3 separate regions of the Gossypium hirsutum genome follow, and regions 2 and 3 are each linked to region 1. A link is a contact called in public Hi-C data. All regions are on one chromosome and are shown on one strand. Each heading gives the region's core, a stretch centred on a gene start, on an enhancer-like site or on the middle of the called end of the contact. The rest is flanking DNA. Distances are from core to core; before and after follow the strand shown. Region 1 holds the start of LOC107916808. Region 2 holds the start of LOC107916785 (cell division control protein 2 homolog D). Region 3 holds the start of LOC107917912 (AT-rich interactive domain-containing protein 5).

Region 1 (4,351 bases), core at 468-2,967:
TATTAATGTTTTTAAATAATTATTTTCTATTATCACCTCATTACTACAACTGCATTAGAATTTAAATACATATATTATTGTCGATTTTAATCTCACTGTTACAATATTCAATCTTATTAACTAATTGTACCATTATTTTTATTTTAAATATCATTGAAGTTAATCAATGAAAACCTAATATTATTTTTTTTAAGAACCTTCCTCTATTCTTATTCTTATTCAATGAGGTACCCATTAAGCGGGGCCATGTTCAACTCCAAACCTTTTTATATAATCCCTTCTCCCTTCTATCATATTTACAGAAAAAAATAGACTTTCCAAACCATCTACGACTTTAAGCACTACAAATATTAATTACCTTTGACTTTTATCACCGCTATTAATATAAATATAGAAACATTTTAACTTTGACATGTTCTATATTTATAAAACAAAAAAATTCAAACATATTAAATAAAAAAGTGGACCCCCGACAAATAATTTATAAAAGATAAAATAATTAAAAAATCAAATAAAACAAATTTAGAAAACAAGTTTTGAAAATAACATCAAATTCTTTTAAATTGCTTTACTATCATGTATAATAGATTTTCTGTTTTTGTTGATTTTAGGATATCCACAATCGATAGTAATGATTAACTCTTTCATCATAGATAGTAGTAGAGTCGAAAAATATTTTTGGAAGGCCATAATTAAATTGTATATTTTTACGATAGTAGAAATATAATTTTATCATTTTAATAGTCTATATTTTTATAATTTTTAAAAGATTAAATCAAATTTTTATTATTTAGGGGGACAAAGTGTAATTTTACCTTTATTGATTTAAAATTTTATAAATTATAAAAAAAATTTAAATGAAAAACTTTCCACTTTAGGGGGTCGGGGCCCCTACCAGCCCCCTTTAGCTCCACCACTGGTCATAGATACTTTTTAGAAAAGCGAGTGGCTGGTCATGAAGTATATTTTATTCTCATAAGTAGAGATTAAACCTCTTAAATACATGATTAACGGACGAAATGGGCAACCACCACACCACATGTTTAAAACACCTTTAAACAAAACTTTAAATACATACATTAATCATATAACAAGTTATAACATTAAATAAAGGGAGAGTAATTCACTTACATTAATATAAAACTAAAATAATTTTACATTTTTTATAACTTTTCATATGAATAATTCAACATTTATACTTGTCAAGCATGTAAATATTTTAATTGATCTGATAACTTTATTATATAATATAAAATATTAATGATTGATTTTTTTAATATAAAACAAATAATTTAAAATTAGTGTGAAAACATAAAAGATCATTTCTCTCCCATTACAACAAATAAACTGGTACGTGGAACATATATCAATTAAACAAAAATGGAAATTGAAATTAAAAAAGAAGCGTCACTCGGCCTGACTTTTAATTAGAAGCAAATAACGGCTGCGCTTTGTAAGTGGCGGAGGTGTGAGAGTGTAGCTCAAGTAAATAGCTTCCTTCCTACGCAACGCGTCACTGCTGAGTTATAAAGGGGAGGGGTTTTATTAAGGGTTGGCAAAGTCAAACGTCAAAATCAAACAGTTGGATGAAAAAGTAGGTATGAATCAGCTGTCCCCATCGCTATCTCTTTGAAAAGTACAACAACAGCATCCCCCTTTGACTTGCAACGCCAACGGTATTTCATGTTCCCCGCGTGACGCCGTGGCTCGCGTCACTCTTTATAAAACCTCCTTTCCACATTCTTCAATCATCTCCTCTTATTTATTTGTTAGTTAACCATAATAATTACAAACCATTTCTCCTCAAATACAACTGCAATTCCAAAACCTCCCAATTCCTTTTTACTTTTTCTATATATTCTTCTCTAACAATCCGTCCTTCCATCCATGCCATGGGTGCCTGTTTCTCTTACGAAAACCCTGAATTTTCAGAATCTGGGTCTCGCCCAACAGCTCATGTTGTTTCCCTCAACGGTGATCTTCATAAATATAATCCCCCGGTCTGCGTCTCTCAGGTTCTTCACGCCGAAGCCTCCTCCTCCTCCTCCTCCTCCTCTTCTTCTTCCTCCTCCATCTTCCTTTGCAACTCGGATAGCTTATCTTACGACGATTACGTTCCGGCCTTGAATGCGGACCATCAACTGCAACCCAATCAGATATACTTCGTGCTTCCCGTTTCCAAGCTTCAGCAGCGATTGGCTTCCAAGGATATGGCCGCTTTGGCCGTCAAAGCCAGCGTTGCTATCCAGAATGACTCTAGAAACGATTCCAATCGGCGCAAGAAGGCCCGAATTAACCCTGTGATGGTGGTAGCTCAATCTGTTGTTGATCCTGTTGGCGCTTCTACCGCATCAGCCCCAACCCCCAGCAGCACCAAGTCCTTTACCAAGCCCCAGACTCAACCTCAGCCATCTGGGATGTCAAGATCTGCTTCTTTTAGAAAATTGCAGCGATACACATCCAGACGAGCCAAATTGGCCGTTCGTTCTTTTAAGCTAAGGCTGTCCACTATTTACGAAGGCTCCGTTCTGTAATCTACCTACCCGGATCCACCTTTCAAGTTGTTAATTTTCCATGAGCCCCCAATGTAACATATTATACATACATACATATATCTATTAAATTCAAAACTTCCCTGTCCTGTATAGAAACTGAGATCGAGAGTGTCATTTTTTTATTGAGTTAACCGGAGATTCCATTAATCATCATTCTCACATGATTTTTTTTGGGTTTTTTTCATCTTTATATTTCATTTATTCTCAACTGGTATGTAATATTGAGAGAGAAGGCCGGAAGCATATATTTGGAGGTATAAAATCATCAAAAAGAAAATGGAACATTACGTCTACAATCCAAAGGCTCAAGGGGCGCTCTCAATTGTTTATCTGTTTTGAACTAGTCAAAACGGAATTGCTTTAAATTATAATTATGTTTTTGTTTAAATGCGGATATCCTACCGGTTCTACCCGAATCCAATGGTTATTTGTAAATGGATTTGACCTTAGCTTGTCATACAGAGGCCCTCCAAAGGCTTCATGAAACGGCTGAAATAAACCCACTGCTAATTTGGGCCAGTCAGTTCCCATATTCCACTCATCTACCCACCCATCATTCTCAATATTGATAGTACGGACTTTTCTGTTTTGTTATGGAGGTTTTTTCTTTTGTCCATTGCTTCATCCATTTGTGTTTACATGAAAATATTGATACTCCATCCATTAATATTGGATTGATTAATAATAGTTTTCTCTTTCAAGCCTTTGATTTACAAAATCATATTAACTGATCGGTGGACGATGACAAATATCTATCCGAACTCTTTGTGTGTGTATAATTAAACTATCTAGCTAGTGAAGTAAGCAAATATGAGCTTGTTACTCTGCTTCGTTTCTTATATTCATCAAGTCTTTTTGTACAGGAAGAAGTTGAAAAAAAAAACCAACTTAAAGGATTTAATTAGTAGAATGGAAAGAAAATTGAGAAGATAGAAAATTGAAAGAGTAGAAAAATAAAAGAATAGAAATATTTTTTTCCATAGATATAATATGGTTGTGTCTAACCAAAATAACCAATATCATACAAAGCACACAGCTGGGTCACTTACCTGTGTGAGCTAAAATATGTCTTTTAAATTAAGCCACATAATCAATTCTTACTTGTGCCATAAACAAGCATTTTACCATTCATTAGACTTGTTTATAATGCATCAAAATAAACCCAAAATTCAACTTATAAAACAATCCTAAGTGCACTGGCCCCAAAAAAAAAAATTAAAGTGCCTAACTAATATGTTACAATTGGCATCTCAATTCAACAATTCATAAGCAAACCATTCATCGTCAAATATACCAAAGATTCATACCTAACTACCACCACATGATCATCATTCCAAATGCCAAGATTTCATCAAGCAAAGTTCACCAAAATACCAATTCATGCCACAATAAGCCATTACACATTAACACTTAACATTACACATAATTCACATGAAAATGGCACAAAGCATAATTTTCAATTTCACATTATATAACCGTTTACGCCTATTTACTTGCCACTTATAACCAGGCCAAATTGAGCAAAAGTCTACCAAAAGACTTGGTGGATAGTATGAGCTCTGGAGACGATCCAATCAACAGCACATTTTTCAACAATCTACAAGAAAGAAAATCTATACATATTTTTACCCCATGTTTAACACATTTTATGGATGATTTTCCATTAGAATTGGTGAATTCGATGCTCCTAATGCTTGAATTTCATGTTTTACACTTAGGAGAGCACAGGAGAACGAAAGGAACGAAAAACGGGCCAAAAAGGGATAAAATGGGCCAAAGTACGAAATCAACACGGC
Region 2 (4,375 bases), core at 938-3,437, 160 kb before region 1:
ATAATTGCTTGGCTTGCAGTACTAGATAGACCGCCAACAAAGAACCGTTCACTCCTAGGGATACCATATTGAGTTAGACTGCCTACTTTTTTGGGAGGAAACCTGATACATTTTATACCAAGATAACCTCAAGTACACTTTCAAATAACGATTTGGGTTCGTGACAACTATGGCATAGCGCAGAAGAATGCCTTCAGTCACATTGTAGTACACTGGTTGAATTAGATCACGGACCAGAGATACCATTACATTTACCTTGTGGCTTAGCTATTTTCATGTTAACACAGATAACAGCCGTGTTTATCAAGAATAAAGCTTTGGCCTTAAACATCTTGAGTTGGCCAAGTTTTTCTCATGTTACTTTTGAACGAAAAACTCAAATTCACAGTTAATCGGTGCTGCCTGGTTTGGAGAATGAGATACATACATACCCAACCCATCATTGCTCAAGTATTCTTAAACCAAAGTAGATTTTAGCAAAAAAGGAATTTGAGGTATAAACTAATAAGTCAAATTTCAGAATGCAACAAATCATAAAAGACACTACTAGTACTACTAATTATCCAATACTAGATGCTTGAGAGAAGCAGATAGGTTTCTACTACGAAACTCCTGTTATCCACTGTTCTGTTCAAAGATAAGCCTTGTTCAGATCTGCAAAGTAGGGATGTTCCATAGCTTTTTTGGCTGAAATACGCTTTGAGGGATCATATTGCAACATTTCCTGCGCCAACAGAACATGTCAATATTAGCTGTTGTTTAGAGAATAGGATGGTTTCAATTCATGTAGTGCTGTGAGATAAGGTAAGGCAGAATTACCGATAACAGGTGTAGCCCATCACTATCCAAATTAGGAACAGCTGATGCCAGGCTCTGGGCGCTCCACTGGGGATACTCATGCCAGTTTGGTAGTGAGCTTACTCCAGGCCAGACTTGTTCATTTGGAGTACCCAACAACCTGCAAGGATGCAATTAGAAATTATTAAATGGAAAGCAGACACCAAAATGGTTGATTTAGAGACTAGAAAGGGGCATCAGAACGCGCCTGAAAATATGAAGGAGCTGCTGCAGCTCAGAATCTCCAGGGAATAGAGCCTGTTTGGTGACCAGCTCGGCTAGAATAAATAAGGAAATTGCTTAGTGAATCAAGTAGTATGAATTTGATCATACATAGGTGAATAATAATAATAAAATGCAGAGATGGCATGTATGCAGTACCAAAGATGCAGGCCACAGACCACATATCCACGGCAGTTGAGTAATGAGTAGCCCCCAAAAGGACTTCAGGTGCTCTATACCATAGTGTTAATATCTCATGAGTGTACTTCTTAATGGGAAGAGTAAAAGCTCGAGCTAGGCCGAGATCAGCTATTTTAAGGGTCATGGTCTTTCTATCCATGAGGAGATTGTGAGGCTTAAGGTCTCTGTGTCAATTAAAGGGAAAAGAAGGATTAAGTAGGTATCGAATATCCTAAAAGATTGGTGAAGAAAATAGAGCAAAAGGCAAGGGTTTTAAAATAACCTGTGTAAAACCCCATGACCGTGGCAGAAGGCAACACCTTTGCACAGTTGGTACATCAAGCTCTGTTAACAAAAATCGCGGGCATTAATGAATACAGAACAAAGACATGATGACTCTGCTTACTAAGTATTCACAAGCCCACAACAAACGCGCTAAGTAATTGTATGAAAGAGTGCGAGAGAGAGAGAGAGAGAGACCTTGACAATGTTAACGGGAATGTTCTCCCCAGTTTGGCGAAATGAGCGGATGTATTTCTTGAGATCAGTATCCATGTACTCAAAAACCAAGTATAGAACCGTCTTTCCTTCTTTGTTTTGTCCTTGTTTAACATCCATCAATCTGAATATGAATGAAAATTCTATTTTGATTAAATTAAAAAAGTGAAATTCCCTTTACAAGAAAACAAGAAGAGAGAAAGAAAGAGAGACCTGACGACATGAGGATCCCGAGAGAGCATGCGCAAGATGGAGACCTCGCGGAGAGTGGTGGGAGGAACGCCTTCATCGTCCTCATGGAGACGAGTCTTCTTTAAGGCTACGATCTTCCCCGTCGCTCTCTCTCTTGCTCTGTATACCTTTCCGTAGGTTCCCTCTCCCACCTTCTCCAATTTCTCGAATGCCTCCATTGCTGAGATTTGCCTTGGCTTCTCCATTCCTTCTTCGATTCTCTCTCAAATCAAAACCAAACCCTTCTTTGTTCTTGTATTATCACATCACTCTCACCTGTTTCTTCGTTTATATATATAACCATTCCCTTTAAACATTTAAAAAGGAAAAGAAATGAAGTCGTTGCTCTCAACGGAAACTTTTAACTTTTTTGAATTTCAAATTTCCAGATCCAAGCGCTCTCAACCTCCTTTCCATGTTTGCCCCTAACTCAACCCCAAGTGTATGACGGGTCGGAGGTATGACCCGAGTCTATTCTTCAGCCCAGCCAGCCCAGCCCAGCCCAAGTGTATGACGCAAATTTCTTCTCTCGCTCTCGTTTTTTTCTTACTGGTAGCAAGTGAATATAAATTATATAGTACCGTGAAAATATGAGGGAAATTTTATAATTGATTATTATATAATTAGGGATGCAAATTGGATTATTTCGCATCAAAGTCCTCCTACCTTAAATATAATGCTTTTATCATAAAATCAAGAAGATTATTATATTATTTTAGCTCTACATATTTTATCTTTTCTTTTTATTTGAACTTACCATTTCCATTCATAATATGTTTTATCTTAAATTATCAAAATAATTATTATTATTTGTCTCAAATTATATTTTAGTCACTCAGTCGTTAACGGTGTAACGGTAAGCTAACGTGGCACATTAAATCATCATTTCAAATGAAAATTTTAGATTAAATTCTAAAATTGGTCCTTATATTTTTTTTCATTTTGAGTAATTTAGTTTTTCTTTTATGTTCTTTTGACTTTCTTTTTTTTCCTTTTTTTTCCATTCTCTTTTGCTTCTCTACTGTTTCCTCCATTCTTCATTTTTTTAACGTAGTTTTTCTATGTTTTTCACTTGTTAAAACTAGTCCACAAGCTTGTCTCACTCAAAAAATTAAATTTTTCAAAAAAATGAAAAGTATAGGGACTAGTTTTAACAAATGAAAAACATAGGAAAACTACATTAAAAGAAATGGAAAAGGGAGAAAAACAAAGGGAGAAGTAGAAGAGAATAGAAAATAAAGAAAATAAAAAGAAAGTTAAAAGAACATAAAAGAAAAAAAATTAATTGCTCAAACAAAAAAATATGGGGACCGATTGTACAAATTAATCTAAATTTTTTGTTTGAAATGATTATTTAACGTACCATGTCAACTTACCATTACACTATTAACTGTAATTAACGGCTCGGTGACTAAAATGTTACAATACGATAACGTAAGTGACTAAAACGTAATATTTCAAACATAAGTGACTAAAATGTAACATGAGACAAATAAAAGTAACTATTTTGACAATTTATCCTAAAAAATAAAACATCAGCCAAAAAGTAAAGGTCAATTTCTACTGTTAGATCTTGTACTTTGTGTAAATTATAGATTTAGTACATATACTTTAATTTGATCAATTTTAATTTTTGTACTTTTCAAAATTTAAAATTTTAGTCTTGACTAAATAGTAACAGTTAAACATGTTTGGTTAAATTTTGCTATTAGTTATGTATTATGCATAAAGTTATAGATATAGTCCATATTCTTTGACCGGAACACTCTTAGTTGTTATATTTTTTGAATTTCGAAATTTCAATCTTAATGTAGACGACAAATGATAAATCTATTAACTAATTTTTTTGTAAGTAGTATGTAGAAATAACAAGTTTGTATAATATTATACATATGATAATATATTTAGAGTATCAAAATTTAAAAATAATTACTATTCGATAAAAATTAAAATTTTAAAATTCTAAAAATACAGGGGTTGTTCAACGTCCTGCAACTTTGGCAGCTGTAGGAAGGATTCCATTGCATAGCCGCCAGGCAAAGAGACGCACTCTTGGCGGTAAGAAGGACCTTCAGATTTTTCTATAAGCACTCTTGACAGAGTATCTTCCATCACAACTTGGATGCTAGATAAGTTTATCTTCCCGATTACCTTTGAAAAGCTGAATGTTAAGGATTGCTTCAGCTTCGTCCACGCTAAATTCATTTCGTATGACATCCTCTTTCCATCTCCCCATTGTAAAGTCAATTAGCCTCGGGTGCAAGGGAGATTGATTCAGAAAGAACTTGTAAACACCTGTGATGGGAATCCCATTGTCTCCTCTGATTTGAATATTTTTCCCATTGCCAACTTTCCATCTTGCTCCGAGCTCAATGACTCTTTTTGACTCCGATGAAAATAAATTTAC
Region 3 (4,752 bases), core at 156-2,655, 180 kb before region 1:
TCCAGAACAATGATCAGTGCAAACTCACTTAAGGCAGTTTAGCGGTTCTCCATAAAATTTAGGGGGCTTGAATTCCAATGACCTATCCTTATAGAAACTTTCCAGCTCCTTCATGAATGCTGCTCGCTCCTCTGGTGTTCCAGCTTCATCAGCCTCCCCCATCTATAAGCCAAACAAGTCAAAGTGAGTTAAAAATAGGATAAACAGAATTATTGACACTTCATTTGTTAATGTCAGAACTTATAGGACATTTCTTTTATGTACCTCAGGATCAAGCAACCAACTCTTTGATTTCTCCACCTTCTCAGGTCCAGATTCAGGGGCAAGAGAGCGAAGGGGAGTAGCATCTCCATTGACTTTCTGCTCCAGTGGTTCAGCAGGAGGAGCATCAGAAGGATCGGTATTAGCATCATTGGAAGATATGTTATCAGGTTTATCGGGCATAGGAGGATTATCAGTCATGTTAACATCAGTGGGCAAGGTTGAAGTTGTATCAGCAATTGTTTCATTGGCATTTTGATCCTTAGTGGGGGGTGAGGACTGTTGCTCTTGGACAGCAGTATCAACAAGGTTAACTTGGGAAGCCTCAGGCAGCTGCTGTTCCAACATTTCGGTATCTTCCATCTTGCTTATACAGATTCTGCTGTCAACATCAACAGTTGAATTAGTGATTTTTTAAGGGGAAAAAAAGATGAAAAACAAAAACGAAAAACAAAACCCTAAGTCCTACTTGTTTTTCAAAACCATATATATAACAAGAAAAATATGAAAAACAAAAAACTAAGCGTTAAAAGAAATGAAAGAGAGCAAAATTAGACTGCCCTAAAACCTAATAATTTAAAGATAGTTGAAAAAAAAGAGAGTAAAAAGTGATGGTGGAAGAAGAAACTAGCCTGGAGCGGCGAAGGAAGGGGGGAGAGGGGAGAAGAGAGAAATGCAGTTAGGGCTTTGACAGAGAATGCGAATGCCAAAGAATTGCAATAGCAATAAATAGGGAGAGCAGCAACAGCATCCGAGTGGCATTAACATAGAAAGTATCGTTAATGGCAGGGAACTTACACAATTCGACGGTTACACCTTACCTGCTCTGCCTGGGCTGGGATTGTTGATTTCTGATTGGGATTTTTTCGGCTCTGCCAACTTAGCTACCAAATAAGAACTCTCCTTCCTTTTTTAGCGTCGTTGGTTTCGGCTCGGCTTGGATTTGCTCGGCTTGGCTGCTGAGGTCTTCTTCCTTCTTTAGCATAATAAAAAATGAAAAAAAAAAAAACCCAGTGAGTGAATGGTGTGTTTTTCTTTCTCTTTTTTTTCCCCCCAAGCGGTGTGGTGATGAGTTGATACCAAACAGAAGCGTCTGCAGGCCTTGAACCTACGAGCGAAGTGCTGTAGGGGCTGTTTTAACTCCCCAACAGCCAACAGGCCTGGCCTTCTTTCAACTTTAATTCCCACTACGCTCCAGGTCCATTTTAGCCCAGTTTCTACATCTCCTATTTGGGTGGTTGTTATACTTCTTTTCTTAAGACCAAATCCAACAGCATAACCCAAAAATTAATTGAAAAGCCTATCTACCCTTTGTGCATTAATCAAAATTTATTTGGATATATGGTTGGATTTCCTCATCTATTATTAAGAGTTTAATTAAGTTAACGTGAATTATTAATCGAGTCTTAAATTAATTGTAAAATTATTAAAAGTTTTTTTTAGAAATCAACAAATATTATTTTTATAAATAAAAAAATATCTCATCATATTAATATTGTCAAATCAACACTTACAGCATAAAATCATCAAGTCATGACACCTATGCAATCTTGACAAACACCTATGCACCCTTCATAACCATAAAACTACAAACACAAGACACTTGTACTAGTAAAGCACTACTATCAATATTCTAGTTAAATACAAAAGAGAAAACTAATATAGTTTAATTAGAAAAAGCTTCATAAGGTGTTGGAAGACTATCTTTATTCAAGATGTTGGGAAAGTTATTGCTCGTTCCATGTCTTGTTATAACGAAATTGTTTCTCTATTTGAACCTGCAAATTTGAGCTTTGAATAGGTTTTATTTGTGTTGAGTTCAGTCCACCTGAATGTTTCATATTTGACAAAACACGAAGCATGATTTGACTAAAATTTTAAAGACTCCCAATCGAATTGCTTGAGGTAATTGGATAAGTACTGAATAACTAAATAAAATAGATAGACATTTCTCTTCATCTCAGGTCGATGGATCTTCTCAACTAGAGGATCCCCTATATGAATAATATATGGATAATACACATTCCAGTTGGCTGAGCCTAATTCTATTATAATTGTTTTGTTCCGAAGAAAAAATATCCACAGGGCGGTTCGCCTATTCAAATATTCACGACCCAAAAGTACTAGATTCACTTTCAGATAGGTCCTGAAAGGAGAAGGAAAGTTAGAATGCCACCCGGCGTCTATTATTGAATTCACCCGACCCAATAGTACCCATTTTTGGAACATCCAGTGCCAAAGTCATAGAATGGGTAAGTCACCAATCCTTAAAATGGACTAAGTCTTATTATCTCTTGAGAGAGTTTTGGTGTTGTTAGAAGACTGATTAATAAAGTCTTTTAGTTAATAAAAGCTCAGAATAATTACAACTTTTAAATAGAAGTTTAAAGCCTATCAAAACACTGTTGATTAACCATTTGAAGAGGCCTATAAATAGGTTGCTTGTAGTGTCACTTATAAAGCGGTTTTTGGATTGTCATTGTCAACAGCTTTATTCTGTTCTTGTAACACCCATCACCCGGCATGGTTGTCGAACGCAACTACGGATGCTACCATAATTACCAGAGTAAATCATATTCAAATTGCAACAATTAATGCAATCAAACATCAATTTATTTCATAATTCCATCCACAAAATGATTTACAATAAAAATGAGACACATTTGATCTTGTGAAAGCTCCTAAGTCAACCCAAGCACTATTAATGACCAAATTGTAAACTTTTCAAATTTTAAAAATAGGTATCGATACCAATAATAGGTATTGATACCATTTTGGCATTCTGCCATTTTAAAAAATAAAACATTTAAGGAAGTACTGATACTTGTTATCAAGGTACTGATACTTTCTGAAAATTTTTCAAAAATGACCTCTTTAAAATCAATTCATGCCAAAACTTAACTTAAACTCAATAATGCTTATATGCACACCCACAAGCCCTGTAAATGTTGGAGTTTGAATTGAGTTAAACAACAAAGAATTGGTTTAAACAAAAAATGAATTGATTCAAACAGAAAAACAATTGATTTGAACAAAAAGACAATCAATTCAAATAGCAGAACTTTTGGAGCTTAATCATACCAAATATCATCTCCTAAATATCCAAACAATCATGAAACTATGCCATATAAAAGCTTCAATATACTACCTGCAACCACAACATTATATTTCAAACATATCCAAATTGTTACACTTCACAATCATTATTGTACCAAGAATATATTCCAACACTCTAGCATATCCATACCAAAATAACCATTACGATCACTTAACACCACCTAAACATATCAAGATTGAACATTATATGAAATCCAAAATACTAATTATTCAAATACCATGTCATCTCACCATTTCAAAGTATTACTATCCATCATACCATTTTAGTACCAAGATGCTATTCAAGCTCATTAATTATAGCATGATCATGATACCAAACACACATTCATATACATCATTTACATCCAACCAAAATCAACATCACATGTAATGACCAAATGAACATCTATATCCACAACCACACCTATGTACATGCCACATATACCTAGGCCAAAATAAACAAAAGTCTACTAAATCGTAAGACGGGTAGTATGAGTTCTGGTGTAATCTGATCCATTCGAGAAGAAAAGGTAACAACGTAAGCATACTAATGCTTAGTAAGTTTGTAAGAAAATTAACTTAACTTACCTTGGGATTAAATAATATAAGCCGTTGAAATTTCAATGATATAAAGTATGGAATTACTCTTGGCATCCTTTTGCAAATTTCACAAGACAATTAAAATGATTTGTTCAGCATCAATGCATAAATATGTAATTCGTTTCATAACTCTTTGCATTATTATACTATTGTATATTATATAAAACATGCTCATCTTGTAACTCTACAAATGAAAAACTCATTCATTATTTCTGATTAATTCTCTTTTTATTAATTAACATTTTCACCAAGAGAACAAACCTTGGATACGCGGGACTTAACTTGCTCATACGAGCTTGGAAATATATTGCTCACATGAGCTGTAAATCAAGACTTTGAAATTTACACGATGCTGTTCATGCGAGCTGTAGAGAATCCGCAACACATGCAAGATCTTAACCATCAGTAAAGAAATCCAAGCTGATACCTGTTACCTTTAAAACCCTAATGGTATGCCATTTGTAACCTAATTGTTTACTAATTTTGTTACACAGTTTCTCTTGAAACTCAGAAATTTAGAACAAATTAGGGATTAAATTAAAAGAAACCGTAGATTGGTGGTTTTTACTGAAAATCAGGAAAAAATAGTAATTGAAATTAGACAAGATTGAGAACCAAGTCTGGTTCAGTTGGATTAGAACCAACTGGTCTCTTAGTGGGAGACATAATGATTTTAAATGGATGGCCCCTAAACGATTGAAGACCATGAGAGGAGGGCTATAAATAGCCAAAAAGCGACTTCTAGGAGAAGATTCATCTCAATTCTATTTTATTTTCTTCTCTTTATTCATATTT

Evidence for each region. Hi-C and Micro-C count contacts between places; a contact is called where the count stands out from the background.
Region 2: a contact with region 1 is called in a Hi-C map of leaf, with 2.4 times the contacts expected there. The contact joins the promoter of LOC107916785 here to the promoter of LOC107916808 in region 1. A contact is called at or near these places in 6 of 34 Hi-C or Micro-C datasets (hypocotyl and leaf).
Region 3: a Hi-C map of leaf shows a contact between it and region 1, with 1.8 times the contacts expected there. The contact joins the promoter of LOC107917912 here to the promoter of LOC107916808 in region 1. A contact is called at or near these places in 3 of 34 Hi-C or Micro-C datasets (hypocotyl and leaf).

What each region holds. Positions count from the first base shown.
Region 1 is chrA01:18,848,903-18,853,253 of Gossypium_hirsutum_v2.1, reverse strand. LOC107916808 reads left to right here and starts at 1,717. Exons shown (of 1, transcript XM_016846182.2): 1 at 1,717-2,702. The coding sequence starts at 1,893. The coding sequence ends at 2,534.
Region 2 is chrA01:19,008,465-19,012,839 of Gossypium_hirsutum_v2.1, reverse strand. It overlaps LOC107916785 (cell division control protein 2 homolog D), which reads right to left and starts at 2,187. Exons shown (of 7, transcript XM_016846156.2): 1 at 1,951-2,187; 2 at 1,720-1,861; 3 at 1,523-1,584; 4 at 1,219-1,424; 5 at 1,046-1,115; 6 at 820-958; 7 at 425-724. The coding sequence starts at 2,174. The coding sequence ends at 632.
Region 3 is chrA01:19,031,420-19,036,171 of Gossypium_hirsutum_v2.1, reverse strand. It overlaps LOC107917912 (AT-rich interactive domain-containing protein 5), which reads right to left and starts at 1,405. Exons shown (of 14, transcript XM_041114599.1): 1 at 1,083-1,405; 2 at 265-640; 3 at 29-162. The coding sequence starts at 624.